Regions from separate parts of the Danio rerio genome. Here region 1 is linked to region 2. The links are chromatin contacts, called in public Hi-C maps. All regions are on one chromosome and are shown on one strand. Each heading gives the region's core, a stretch centred on a gene start, on an enhancer-like site or on the middle of the called end of the contact. The rest is flanking DNA. Distances are from core to core; before and after follow the strand shown.

The links. A called contact is a pair of places that touch in the nucleus more often than the background predicts.
Region 1: a contact with region 2 is called in a Hi-C map of embryo, with 3 times the contacts expected there. The contact joins the enhancer-like site here to the promoter of yjefn3 in region 2. A contact is called at or near these places in 3 of 18 Hi-C or Micro-C datasets (all in embryo).

What each region holds. Positions count from the first base shown.
Region 1 is chr22:18,467,289-18,474,136 of GRCz12tu, forward strand. It overlaps atp5f1d (ATP synthase F1 subunit delta), which reads right to left. Exons shown (of 5, transcript NM_199968.1): 4 at 6,288-6,425; 5 at 4,102-4,228. The coding sequence ends at 6,303. Among named protein-coding and RNA genes, the nearest start is that of atp5f1d, 14 kb to the right of the region's middle. Within about 2 kb of position 3,968, at least 10 of the 62 cell types and tissues checked have an H3K27ac peak or open chromatin away from gene starts, as enhancers often do.
Region 2 is chr22:18,080,077-18,087,489 of GRCz12tu, forward strand. It overlaps yjefn3 (YjeF N-terminal domain containing 3), which reads left to right and starts at 3,929. Exons shown (of 6, transcript NM_001044843.1): 1 at 3,929-3,987. The coding sequence starts at 3,929. It overlaps LOC141380303 (a long non-coding RNA gene), which reads right to left. Exons shown (of 4, transcript XR_012398126.1): 4 at 4,880-7,413. tssk6 (testis-specific serine kinase 6) reads right to left here and starts at 1,615. Exons shown (of 1, transcript NM_001044845.1): 1 at 809-1,615. The coding sequence starts at 1,615. The coding sequence ends at 809.

The sequences.
Region 1 (6,848 bases), core at 2,718-5,217, 390 kb after region 2:
ATAAACCAGGCCTGAGATTGCTAGGGTCACCACCTATACCTCTAGCCACCCCTATACCAATAGTTGCTTTAGCAGGCATTTCACATTCGATGTGCAAACTCATTCAGTGTTACTTTCACTTAGACATACATGCACATAAGTTTACCTTTTTTGGTGAAAAAGCAGGTCTATGAGACCACTTGGATTTCCCCGATTGGTTTTCCATGCAGCGCTGAAGGGATGATTACACAGTGTAATTCATTCTGTGGGGCAATGTCTTGCACTTAAGGGGAAAATGAGAGCTATTTTCCAGCTGGACACCTTAGGTGGGGAAAAAGTGATGAGGCTGGATAAGTAAAGTGCTTCTTGACTGGTGAATTTGAGACTAGACACTTGTCGGTGACGTAGACTTGTAGGCTGGAAACTCTACAGGAAGTTTTTGGATTCTGGCAAGTTTAGAGGGGAGGATTTTCAATTGTCTGCCAGGTCTTTTTGATGTGTCTTACAGGGCTTCTCAAGCTCTAGATATAATTTATACCTTTAAAAACACTGTAAAAATATACATGAGCAGTCAAACATAGTTTTAAAGAAACTGAGGTAGAGTTGGTGTATAGGACTATACTCTGCAAGAGACCCTTGTGCCCACGCCTCACCCTAGCTTTCCCAGTCAACTGATTTAACAACCTCACCCTTCTGGAATGTGACACTTTCCTTGGTGGAACGCAAGACTGCCGCAAACATCACTGCTGGCCTGAGGGAGATTCAGAGAGTTAGAACATCCTTTCCTTAACTGAAGCTGCATTCACAATCAGTAATGAAGTACGCTCTACCCCTCTGTCATGGTATGTAACGGACTAGGCTAGCCCAAAAGAAGTCGTTTTACAATACTTTAAGGAAGTTACCCATTAGCATTCAAATCCATCTCCATTGTTTAGTATGTGCAGGATCTCTGAAATAAATGACAGCGGTCTCTCAGTGAAGGTACTATTTGCAGCCACCCAGTTTAAACAAAATACTGGGACAAACTTTTTTGCTATTACACTTAGTACTGCAAATGTTCAACATTAGTGGTCAATAAAAGTGCTGTTCTCTTAAAACCTACATGTAATAAATAAATTGAGATCACTAGAGCAAAGCTGACAAAGTTCAAGAAGGTTTTGAGGTGTGTTGTGGATTTGCAGCTTTCTCTAGAATGCTTCTATTTGTAGACAACTTTTGCATGTGTGGGTGAAAGCTACAAAAAAGGATGTGGTGTAGGGTCTACATTGAGAAACAGCTTTAAAAGACTGACCTACGAGCGGCTGCGTTTCTCGGAACTCCAGCCTTATTTAGTTCCTGTAACTGCAGAACTGGTTGCAGATCTGCGCTGGTCCTTATGCCTGCGTAGGCGTGAGCGTCAGGCCTCTGCGCCCACTCCCAGCAGCCTGCATGCAGTATCTCACAGCCACCCGAGAGTCTGAAGCTGTGCAGACTGCACGCAAAACAAGGTCAGAGCTACAAGCACCGCTTTATTACAACTGTCCATCTTCCAGAAAGAATCTAAAGAATGAAAACCCCTACAATAGAGGTGCGCAATGCTGTTCCTGGAGGGTCCTTACCACAGAGAATTGTACAATCGGTGTCCAGTCATGTTTAGCCACTTAAAACAGCTGATTAAAGTCTTAAAGATCAGCAGAAACTTTTAGGTGAGTTTGTTGGAGACTCTGCAAGAAGTTTTACCTCCAGGAGAAGAACCGGGTTGCAATGATTTAGCAAGACCCCTTGTTAAATAAATGTCAGTGTACTAATTAAAGAATTAAACCGCATTAAGTTAGCAGAACTGGATGCTCCATTCCTATTCTCAACTTATTTTGAAATATTTGAAAGTGGTCCTTAAACAAGCCTTCCAACTGGAAGAATATCGCCCGATACACATGGGGCTTTAGCATCAACGCTTGACAGAGGGCGTGTCTGAAGTTGGGGCTGGCATGATTGTCATAGCCGTGTCAGCCAATGAAATAAGTTTGAGCTGAGCTGGGGTATTTGCATACAGCGATTTGATTGGCTGATGCTTCCTTAGGCGCTTGACAAGTTGAGAAAGTCCCAACTTTGCAGTGATCAACGCAGCTGAAGCAGCGCCGTCGGACCCACAGTTCAGTTTTGCAGCACTTGACATCACCCATTTAAAGTGAATCGGAAGCGTGTGAATGGGGCACAAGGTAAAGGCCGGTTTATACTTCTGCGTCAAGTGATCGGCGTGAACAGTGCATGCCTTGTGCATAGTCGTGCATTTATACTTCTGTGTGCAGTTTATGTTGCTCTGCAATAACACTAACAAAGCACTAGCTGGCAGTGAGGTTATGTCCCTCTGTATCGAGTTTCTTCGCAGAGGTTTTGTGTTTTCTGAATGTTACCTTAAAGTACAAGTCGTTAATACTTGCTCATTCAGAGGCAGGAGCCGGCGGACGAGCAACAACTTTAAACATAATGTAGACACAAAGCACAAGTTTCCAACTGGAGCTTCTTAGACACTCGCTCCATTGAGCTCGCGGCTCTCAGCACCTCCCACACTCATCACAGATACCAAGACGACCAATCACAAAGCTTGCGCTACGTGTCGTTGTGATGTGTAGTTAATGTTTTTTTTAAAAAGTCCACTTCAGCCATGGTAAGGGCTATGCGACCGCTGCGCCGGACCATACATGTGTGCGTGACGCGAAAGTATAAATCAGCCTTAAGTGTCCACCGAAGTGTTTCTTTTTTTTCTGCGATACATAAGAGAGCGGTTCTAAAAACATTCAGCTATGAGGCCTTCAGCAACTGTTCGATGCATCATTAATGTAACAAAATATTAAAGCTCTGTGCCTTGCTATGCTGCTGATGTTTTAAGAACACAGCTTTTCCATTGCAATAACATGAAATAAAGAACAGCGATTGTGTCCGCAGCGCATAAACACTACAATAGACAAAAATAGCCATGCCTACTTATGCATTAAATATAATGCTAACGAAAGTGGCATTTCCCCTTGGACATTGCAAGCTAATTATGCATCAATTTAACAGAACAATACTCCCCAACCCTTTGGTGTACTATACTAAGACATCCAGCATAAATGAATGCAGAGTTCTGCTAGTGCACCACTTCTGATTTAAAACTGTTTTTTCTCAAGAATGCAAAATGGTAATTAGGACAACCCTGTAGAGGAAGCTTAAGAATAGAGGCTATACTCAGACTTGAGATGCAGAAAAAAACATGGCAACAAGCGGAACATTGTGTGACACAAATAGAACCTTGTGGTGTCTTAAACCACCTAAAATCGTATGTCTGTGCAACACTGATTTTTGACACCACTGCTCTGAGAGCAAGTGAAAATTAGCTTGTTGTCAGCACGGTTTTGTTATTCGGTCAACTTTTCATGAGTAAGTCATCACAAATTTACAGTTAACATTGAAGTTGTGCAGTGCAAGTAACAATTTAGACAAACTAGCACACATAAAACACCTTTTCTTAGAAAAGCACAAGGACTCCTTTCAGCAAGGGTTCCCTGCCAATTCAGTACATGTGCTGCCTGGAGCAAGCTGCAGCATGTTGCCACGACAGACGTCTGACGTTCATAAAGACGCATGTGGTTTAGTCTCGTAAAACTCCAGTCGGCACATGCTTATAGCTCTGGAGCTGCCATGTAAAATTACCCTGTACTTACGCAAATTCTAGACTTTTGCAGCACAGTCTGAAAGACAACTCTTCTGTCTGCATATACAAGCTGCATTTCTAACCCTAGCTGGCTTATGAATGTGCCTGAGTAATAGTTTATCAGTTTTAGTGATCTAGAAAATGCATATTAGGGCCTCATGAGTAGGCTGACAATTGGTATAACGGCTAGAATTGAGGATGTGCATGCATAAAAAGCAGTATGGGTAAAAATAGTACAGTCTGTACAAAACTTGTGTCAGTGACTGAATAATCAAGATGAACAGATTCACTCGAGTCACTTCTGAGAAATGGCTCCATAGTTCAAATTTCAACAGTGCCATACTGCCCCCTTTCAGTCATGAACAGGACTGCATTTATAATACTAATTAATAGAACAGCAATTACAGCTCTGGTTTGTGAAAAATGCAAGGAATGCAGATGACACTGTGTGTATTTCAAATAAATTTATTGTTAATTTCATCCACTGTACAAAGCAAGCAGTTAAGTCTTGCGGTTTGACTTCACTGGGGTGGGGAACAGAAAAAGCCGGAGACCTTTTCAAACCGACAGAATTCTCTGTTGAGAAGACAGATATTGGTATAAATGAATGAGAGAACATTCACATACAGTATTAAAGGGATAGTTCACCCAAAAAATAAAAATGTGTCATTTACTCACTAGGGGGGCACAATATGGATTTAGCATAGATATTGTAACGAGTAAATCCACAATAGTGGATACATCAAACAATCTTATTATATTTGATCAGGAGCCACAGTTCACATTGCAAAAATAATGCTTTTCTTAGTGTTTTTGTCACATTTCTAGTCCAAAATTGAAAAATTCCTAAATCAAGAAGCATTTTTCTAGACAAGTAAATAATATTGTTTGGTTATCAGAAATAAGAAGCCAAATTGAGACATTTTAAAATAAGACAGTGGATTAAGTAACATATTCTTACTTTTAACCCAAACAAGATTTTTTTGCTTGTTTTAGGGCAAAACAAACTTAATTTTGAAAACAAAATAATTTTTACGCTTGTAGATTTTAGAAATGTTATATATTTGGACCACACACACAAAGGCTTTTTTTTTTACACATTTGTAAATTGGACTGTATGAAATCGATGTAGGTATTTATTGACCAAACACTATTGTCAATATCGATAAAGAAAAAAAAGTTTGGTATGTAGTTTCAGTATGAAACGCTATAGTTTTATTAAAACGTGGCTGCTCAGCGCGTTCATTGGAAGCAATGCCAATAAGCTTAGAGTGTTAGTTTGTACTTTCCAATGGAGGCGTGTGCTGGTTTTCCAGGTGCACATATTTGAAAAACATCTGAACTTTTCCGAATACCTTGAGCACTAGAACTAACCGATCTGCTTCATGCTTTGTATAAAATATACAAATTTCAGTAATAACAGCAGACTAATTACTCCAGAAAAACACAAAGCACATGCTTGCGCTTGTCACTTCAGGTCAGAATAACAACACATGTGAAAATGAGTGCCGTATAGCAGCAGTGAAGTGATTGTAAATACAAAATGATGTGACCAGAGTGGCTTTTTGGTTACTTTTCTTGTGCATCCCAGTCACTAGCTCCCCATCTGAAAGATTTTTATCGTCATTCAACTTCACAGTTTGTAATGCTGCAATATGTATTTGAATAATGATGGTTAGTTCCTTTACTTGAAAGCTCAGATCTGATTATTATAATTGGTTTTGTTTACAGAGTTTAAGGTTTACTGTATCATTGACACCTTACAGATGGTGATCTACCTTTACCATTGCACACACATTGTAACATTTTATTGATGAAGTTGAAGAGTCTCTTTAACACTTGTGTTTATTTTATTATAAAGCAATCAAATTTTTTGTTGAAATATTTTTGTTCAATAATGTTGGTAAATGAAATTGAGGTGGTTGAATAAAAGAAATCATAATATTCCTAAACGGATTGTTAGGAATTGGTTTAATAATTATCGATACCGAATGATATGAAACATGCTCTCGTGATAACCGCTTTTGCAATATCGCCCAGCCCTATTTGTAGAGGCACTGCAAAGTGTAATAGAGTGAAAGATGTGTTTTAAGGCCTGTGACTATGTACAGATTTTAAGTGAGTTTGAAACATTTAAGAAAAAGAAATGAGGACGTTTGGAGGTGTAACAAAAAACAATTGTTTTTAATTATTTATACAATGAACACTATATAGTGTTATAGATTTAATTATTGAATTTCTGCACCTGAAATCTGTTAGACCCTCCAGAATATCATAAAATTAAGAACTCATTTAAGTCATCTTGCAAAATTGTATTTAAACAGCAAAATATCACAATATAAGATTTTTCCAATATCATGCAGCCCTATTAGTTGTTTCAAACATTTACAATTTTCTTTCTTTCACACAAAAATGACTAGAAGAAAGCTGCAAACCTGTAATCAAAGTACTTGTTTTCCATACTATGGAGGTCAATAGTTACAGATTTGCATAAAATATCATCTTTTGTAATTAAATCTCAAAGATTAAAGAACACTTGAGGATATAAATAGTGAGTAAATAAATTTTTTCTTGGTGAACTATCCCTTTAACTACAATATTTTCACAATGGGATATTGCTAAAATGTATACGTACCAACAAACAGACCATTTACTCCAGCGCTTTGACAATCGCTTCGTTCGCCTCTATGCTGATCAGAACCTCGGCCCGGGTCGCCTCGTCTGAAGCGCCGACCAGTTCTGACTGGGCTTTCTCCAGGTTCGCTTTCGCTGCCTGTAAAAGAAGACAAGGCTCTCTTTGACATTTGGTTCACTCTCACTGTAATCTTGACAGTGATGTATAGTGTGGCAACTCAATCTATAACGGCTGACATTATAAAAGTCCCATCAATTGGAACGAGTGTCGTATAGATCCCAGAACTTCAATATCTTGGAGCACCTTATAAGTGAGAAAACTCATCTTTGCCTTAAAAATCAATGCTAGTGCTACTTGAGCCACATTCTAGGCTAGCATGGCCGTGTGAGCAAATAAACGTGGCCTCTTTCCTGTGAAGGACATTTGTCACAGTGGCGATTACACAGTGTAAAGGCCAAACATTGCTGGGAGTTAAAGGTCTCTCAGTGGGGATTTGACACATCTGCACCACTTCAACGGTGACTGACCTTTCCTTCCTTATTAACCAGCAAGACCCCAAGC
Region 2 (7,413 bases), core at 2,679-5,178:
ACATGGTTAAATAATGGTTTCTTCCAGTGGTTCCCAACCTTTTTTTGCCTGAGACCCCCTTTTCCCCCAGAAAACATTGTATGGCACCCCTGCACATTTAATATTATCACTCACATGGTTTGCAGTAAGGATGACAAAAAATTTGTTTTCGAACAAACGGTTTGTTTATTAACTGTCTAGATATGTTTATGCACAAATAATAGCCTAATGTAAGTTCTAAAAGTAAAACATCAGTAGGCCCTTTGATTTGTAACTGAAAAATGTAAGCCTTTGGCCTTTTAAATTGGCCCTATATTATTTGCCAATTAGGTGCCATTTTTTTCCATCTAATTTTGGGCATGTAAATTCTTTTTCTATGGGCTCAAAAATGCCATGGGCTTGTTGCAATATTAAAGATGAGTCGTCTGCAAATGTCATTAATTCGGCCTCTTGCATTCATTAGCAAGAAATTTGGCGCAGATAATGCATTGTTGCTGGGTCAGGGATTCTTTGGGAAAAAAATGGAATAAAACCAAAGTTCTGGTAACTGTCTTGGTATTTTCCACATTTCCTGTTTCCTATATTGCTAGTGCTGCAACCCGAAATGTGTGCCGCTCTTTATTGAGACTCTTTATTGTGGAGGACGAATTACAAATTTGTCAATTGTTTTGGTCAACCAGGATGGTCAAATGATCTAAGGCAACATGATCGCCCCCCCCGACCAAATATAAAATATAAATGTAAACTCAAATATACAGACACACCATTCCAACATGAATAGATTTTATTAATTTGCAATCCAACACATGGTTTTATGAGTTCTTGTGCTTTAGCTCTGCAGCCAAGAATGTCCGGCCACCTGTTGAATAGTTGGCCTTGTGGAAGGATTTGTCTGGAGCAGAGTTCTGATAAACACCCGGCATGGTTCCTCAACGGCGACATTACTTGGATAATTCAATGGTCTCTGCTGAAGAAGGCGAAGTCGTCTGACGTTGGTTTCATCGTATGGCATTGTTCCAGTCACCATGACATACAGAATCACCCCAAGGCTCCATACGTCATACTTCTTTGGATCATACGGCGTTCCTGTGATGACCTCCGGTGGAGTGTAGGCCCGAGATCCACAGAAGGTATGACTGAGCTCTGAAGGGTCTTCAACGAATCGAGCAAAGCCGAAGTCTGCAATCTTAATTTTCTCATCGGCTGTTAACAGTATGTTTTCACACTTCAGGTCTCGGTGGACAATGTTCATCTGGTGGAGGTAGTTGATAGCGCTGACCATCTGCGCAAACATGGTTTTACTTAGGTCTTTAGGAATATGATGGACCTCATGTATCTTCTGAAGGAGATCTTTCTCCGCAGCCTCCATCACGATGCAGAGTCGCTTTCCCGCCACCTCAATGCATTCGAACATTTGGATGATGTTCTCGTGATTCACCCGTCTCAAAACCGCCAGTTCCCTTGGGAGAAACTTCTGGATGAAATCCGCAGAGCCCCTCATGCGGTCTACAATTTTGATAGCCACCTTACAGCAGTGCTTCTGCGAGGTGGCAAGCTTGACTCGAGAAAAGGAGCCTTCACCAATTGAGGTGAGGAAAGTGTAGCCCATGCCTTTCAAAACGTTGTTAATAGACATTTTGTCTCAACAGATGTATGCTACAATCTCAGGAGAACTGTCAAGCTTGAGTTTGCACTGCATTCCTCACCCATGTCATAAGAATGTGCATTCTACTGTGTTCTTTAAGCATTCTATTCTATGATGTCATCATAGATCATTCTACAGGTTAAGAATGTTGGAAGCAGTAATTTAGGCCTCTGTTATCTGTACTCAATTATTTAATCACAATTAATGCATAACATGGACCTATTTCCACCTTTTATTAGCATTTTAAGCGATCTGATCAAGTGGTCAGCTGAAATGCTTAACCTGGTCCATGGTGTTAACAAGCACTCAAATGTTTGAGTCATTTGATCAAATGAGTATTTACACTATGAAATCAATCCACTCAAGTGTTTTTGACTTAAAAGCTCTCTGTTTTAGACCCCGTTTACACGTGCCTTTAGTGTCCTCTTGTGTTCAGATTAATGAGAACAATAATAACAGATGAAAATGAACGTGATGTTGGTTTCTGCCTCGGAGTAAAATATATAGGAGAGTGTAACTAGTCTAGATCCACATATATAGATCTTTATTGTTTGCAGTACAACTCAATGTTAAACTCTTTCATACTTTTAAACTTTGTTAAAAAGTAGTAATTACAATCCTAAGCCTATTTTAATGTATATAAAACGAATAATTTTGCTTTACATTTGCCTGCTTTGCTTAAAAAATAACAAAGTAACAAATTTGTTACTTCAAAGCGACTTAATATTGTATTTTTCATTCATTAATTTTCTTTTTGGCTTAGTCAATAATAAATAATAGAGTTGACTCTAGAGTGATTGAGGTGAGTTTCATGAATGGAACCTTCCTGACTAAAGATATATAAAGATATAAGTAAATAGATTGACTTACAGTCATACAGATATTAAGTATGTGTGGTTTAGTTTAAAACAGCAACAATTTTGTGTTTCATTTACCCTGTTTAAAACCCAACAAAAAGGCTAATTTTAGGCTACACTTAATAAAATGTTTCATTTATTTGTAAATCTAGTGTTTTTAAACGTACACATAAAATAATAATTTTACGTTTTAATAAACTAAGACCTTTTATTTATTTATTTATGTCGACTGAGAATGCTAATAAAAGTCTATGAGAGGGTGCATTTTGCGGCAGAGGTGTGTTTCTCGGCATAACACCGGAGCACCCGGAGGAAACCCACGCGAAGTCCACACAGAATGCCAACAGACCCAGCTGAGGCTCGAACCAGCGACCTTCTTGCTGTGAACATTGTAATATGTTACTTTAAAAGTAACTTTACCCAACACTGCCGGTAAACACTTTCCCTCACACCAACCGTTTACGTCTTTCATTTTGTCTGAGCCTGGAAACGGTCTTCTCCGCGTGATCGGATTTCAGAGCGACCAAAATGGTTCTTCAGTCGTTTAAAATGTGAAAAAGTCGTTCAATATTAGCGATAATCGCTTTCACAGATATCTTAATAGTATAAATACCAATATGTTAAGTAAAATCACATCTTATGGAGTCTTTTGGTGTTATTGTGACGTCATAACACTTTCATCAGGATTATAGTGAGTACTGAAATTATATTCTTCATTACTTTAATTAGTTGCATGTTTGGGTATATATCTCAAACTCAAGCCTAATTTACTACGTTTATTTCCCCAACAGAATAACTTTATGCCTGCAGAGACGCGATATGACCTCTAAACGGCAGTGTGGCGCTAATTTATATCACTCTCCATTAATCCAGTTTAGAACACTTTACATTATGTAAAACATTGCTTGTTGCTCGTTTCAAATGCAAATGAACTAAACCCTGCATATTTATAACAAAATTAAACACTTTAAAATATAATATTGCTGGCTTTGTATGCTAGCAGCATCTCCGTTTATGAGTCTTATAAATGATAATTATTGTCAAAATGCTCAGACCTTGCATAATAACAGCTCAACACGTGAATATATGCATGATCAGTAGTATTACACAGATAATGTGCCAAAACAGCTCCATGATGAATAAGCGTTCAAATCAAAATAGACACATTCACGCTCCTCTACTGAGGATGCTCCATCTGAAAGGGATGCGGTTTATGCTTGACTGAGCTCTCCAGCATCAGGGGTGCTCAGCCAATCAGACGGCACTCCCGGTGTCTCCCTGCCTCTTAATTGGCTGACACTTCCAGCAAGAGTAGCTGATCTACGCGTGGAGCCTGGTTTTATCAGCCAGTAAGCCAGTAGACTGAAGCAGGGCACACACAGTGAGAATAGAAAGAGCAATAAGAGGGTGACTGTTGCTAGAGATAAGCGCTGCCGAATAAATCAAGATGAACCACAGCTCCAACGAGAAAGAACCTGAGACCATAGAGCCACTGCGTTACCTCAGGTATGCTATGTTTTTTTTTTGTTGTTATTACGCCTCATAATGTGAGCAGTAGCAGTTTGTGTTTAAATGCATCTTAATAAGGGTGAATACTGTTTGTATCATTACTTCAGTCTAACTGAATGTAATTTGGGACACAGACGGATGGCTGTAATATCCCTTACTGTCTAAAGAAAATGCATCTAACTTCATTTCCTCCCAGCTTTCCTGTTTGCCAAACTAAGGGACGTTGATTAAGATCAACGTGCTTTAATAACCTGGCATGCAGGCAGCAAACAGGTGAAAGAAACGCTGCACTTCAGGTCTCTCTACAGCAGTTTGTGAGTGATTTAGGTATGTCGGTGAAGGTGATGTGACATTTTAGCTGCTGGATGTTGTGATGGCAACATCACAGCCAAAGATCTGCTCTTTAAACAAGCAGGAGGCCGCCTGTTTTCTGATCCGAGTGAAATATGGCATCTGTCAGAGCACATTATCAGTCTATAAAAGTGTCTAATTCGATCTCGCATCTGACAAAGTGCCTCGTATTCTTGTAGGATACTGATTCAGCAGAGTGTAACTGGAGAATCTCTATAAAAACGATACAGAACAAATGGTGTTTTGATCATGAGCCTGAGCGGCATGAGGTTTGCTTTCCTGGCAAAAGAGGCCCTTGAAGCTCTTCACACCAGCCCACGGTGTTTAGAATACACTGGTCGGCAAGAGACGAAGCAAATTATACACTTTAAGGGAGTACGGAATAATAGGATTTAAGGATTTGAGGTTTAACGGCGTGAATTCAGGGGAGATTAATGTTTCTACTGTTACTTAAACCCCCAAAAATGTTGATTTTGTATGGATTCATCACACAGTGAGAACACAAACAATTGGCATTGTTTTGTATAGTTTTTTATTTAACATACTGATTTGTAGTGTATATCCTGGGATTTGTATGTGTTAATGGCCCCTGTGTTCTTTTATTGATGTCAGGTATTGACGCCGATACCAAGACTGACAACCCTGGGTTGGAAAAAGATGGGTTTTCAGGTCGCCATGCTGTTTGTCCCGTTTTGTGTGTGGATTGCTATTTAAAATTCAATCATTCATTAATTTTCCTTCGGCTTAGTTCCTGATTTATCATGGGTCACCACAGCGTAATGAACCACCAACTATTCTGGCACATGTTTTACTCAGCGGATGCCCTTCTAGCTGCAACCCAAGTACTGGGAAAGCTACTTATAATTATTGTACAGTGGTCCCTCGCTATACTGTAATCCTGCGCATTGTGTTCTGCGTCCTGATTGGCTGTAGACCACTGTCAATCAATCTCCAAATCGTGTCTCCTGTACAGTACAGAATGCGTTCAGCTTGCTAAATCTATTTAATTTTCGATCGCTAGCAGTGTGACTGATGTGCTGTACTGTATGTTTGCAAGTTTTGTCTCCACAATGTCAACGAAATGTTCTTTACCGTTATATGCACCTGTGGTATTACCCAAAAGGCAGAGGAAGATGCTAACCATGGCACAAAAAGTTGAACTTCTGCACATGCTAAAGGGTGTTAGAAGTTTCGCGGCTGTAGGGCGCCATTACGGAATAAATAAATGAAGATCAAATGTTTTTGTTATTTGGTTTCATTCTATAATACTGGACTCATTTTTCTACGAAGGTTTGAACTTCGAGAGTGTTTAAACAAGAGATTTGTTAATGCCTGTTTGAGAAAAGTGTGTGTAGTGAGAGGTTTTACAGCCTTAAAAAATCTATAATAATTGTAAAAAATAAAGCTGACTACTTCGGATTTTGCCTATTGCAGGTTATTTTTAGAATGTAACTCCCGCAAATAACGAGGGACCACTGTATTTAAAAAGTTATATTTTTGATAAATTATTTTACTATTTGCAGGCTATGAGAGTTACATTATTTACTGCAAATGTACAAGACTTCCTTAGTTGGACACTATAAGCTAGGAGAATAACAAATCTATTTACACTATAAACCTGTGTATTTGATTTTGATGATAAAATAGAGAAATAAAGACCAGTTTAAATTACAAATACCATTTTGTGTAACAACGATGTTTTGTTCACGCAGATTCATACTACATGCTGATACATGCCAGACCAGTAAGTGGTGATTTAACTTTGCAAAAACAAAGCCAACAAAACAAACAGTAGTATTACAATATTGTTAAACTTTTTTCGTATGGATTTAAACTTGTTTTTTAAGGCCCCTAAAATGACAAAAGTTTTTCATTTTTAGTTGAATGCAAATGGTCTCTTAGATCAGGGGTTCCCAAATTTTTCAGCCCACGACCCCTTAAATAACAATGCCAGTGACTCGTGACCCACAAATTCCTTGGAGGTGGTTATACATATACAAACGTTGCGCACATATAAAAACAAGCATATTGACAACCTGAAAAAGTTTAGCAGTCCATCAGCCATATCATTTTTATAGTCATTTATTAATTTGTTTAATATTAACCTCAACTAAAGAGACTGGGGGAAACAATGTTTTCAGCACTTTAGTCTATTCTTGGTTTAATTTTGGAGACCGTCAGTCAGAGATCATTCTCAATGTTCAGTGATGGCCTGTATTTATTTTTAATGTTTTTGATTGCCATAAAGGTGTCAGAAAGTTTAACCTGGTGCTATAAAATCAATCTGCTGCAGCTAACGCTATTGCTGTGTTGGTAATCTTACGTAACCGATATTATGAAAAAAATAATTTTAAAGCAAATGGCTTTTCATTTGCATGTTGTTTTACTGTTAAAAACTACTATTTTTTATCTTCTGTGATGTATAGCTAAAATATGGTAATTCTAATAGTTTATTTAAATTTATTTGACTTTTGGAAATCACCAAGCGCCCCCCTGTCATTGTCATGCATCCCCCACTTTGGGAACCACTGTCTTAGATGAATGCTGGTGTCTTAAAAATGGACAGTTGTGAATTTGTTGTCATTTACATCACAACACGTGTGTTTTGTAGGTCCAATCAGTACTGTCTCACATCCATTTCTGCTTTGGAGAGATTAGTGATGCCATTTTATGCCCAGGTGGCAAAAAAAAAAAAAGACTGATTTCAGACTCCTTAATAACAATTGAAATGCCGCCTTCACTATTCACTAGGTCACCTCTATGGATGCGCCAGCCCTGGTTGTGACTGTTACATGCCTGTCAACCCTCCCGTTTTCCCACGATTTTTTTGTAGTTTCCAACTTTATCCGGCTATCGTCTCGTACAGACATTTTCCCGTATTCTCCCGTCTCTCTTTTAATCTTTCTATGAAGGGTGGCAAAAAAATTTAAAGAACTGATCCTCCCTATGTACAAACTATACTGCTGAACCTCCAGAGGATGCTCCTTGCTCTTAAGTGTGAATCTGTTCTGCGCTTTCATTTTATTTTGGCATGAAAACATTTTGAAATAAATATAAAAACGACAGGATTCC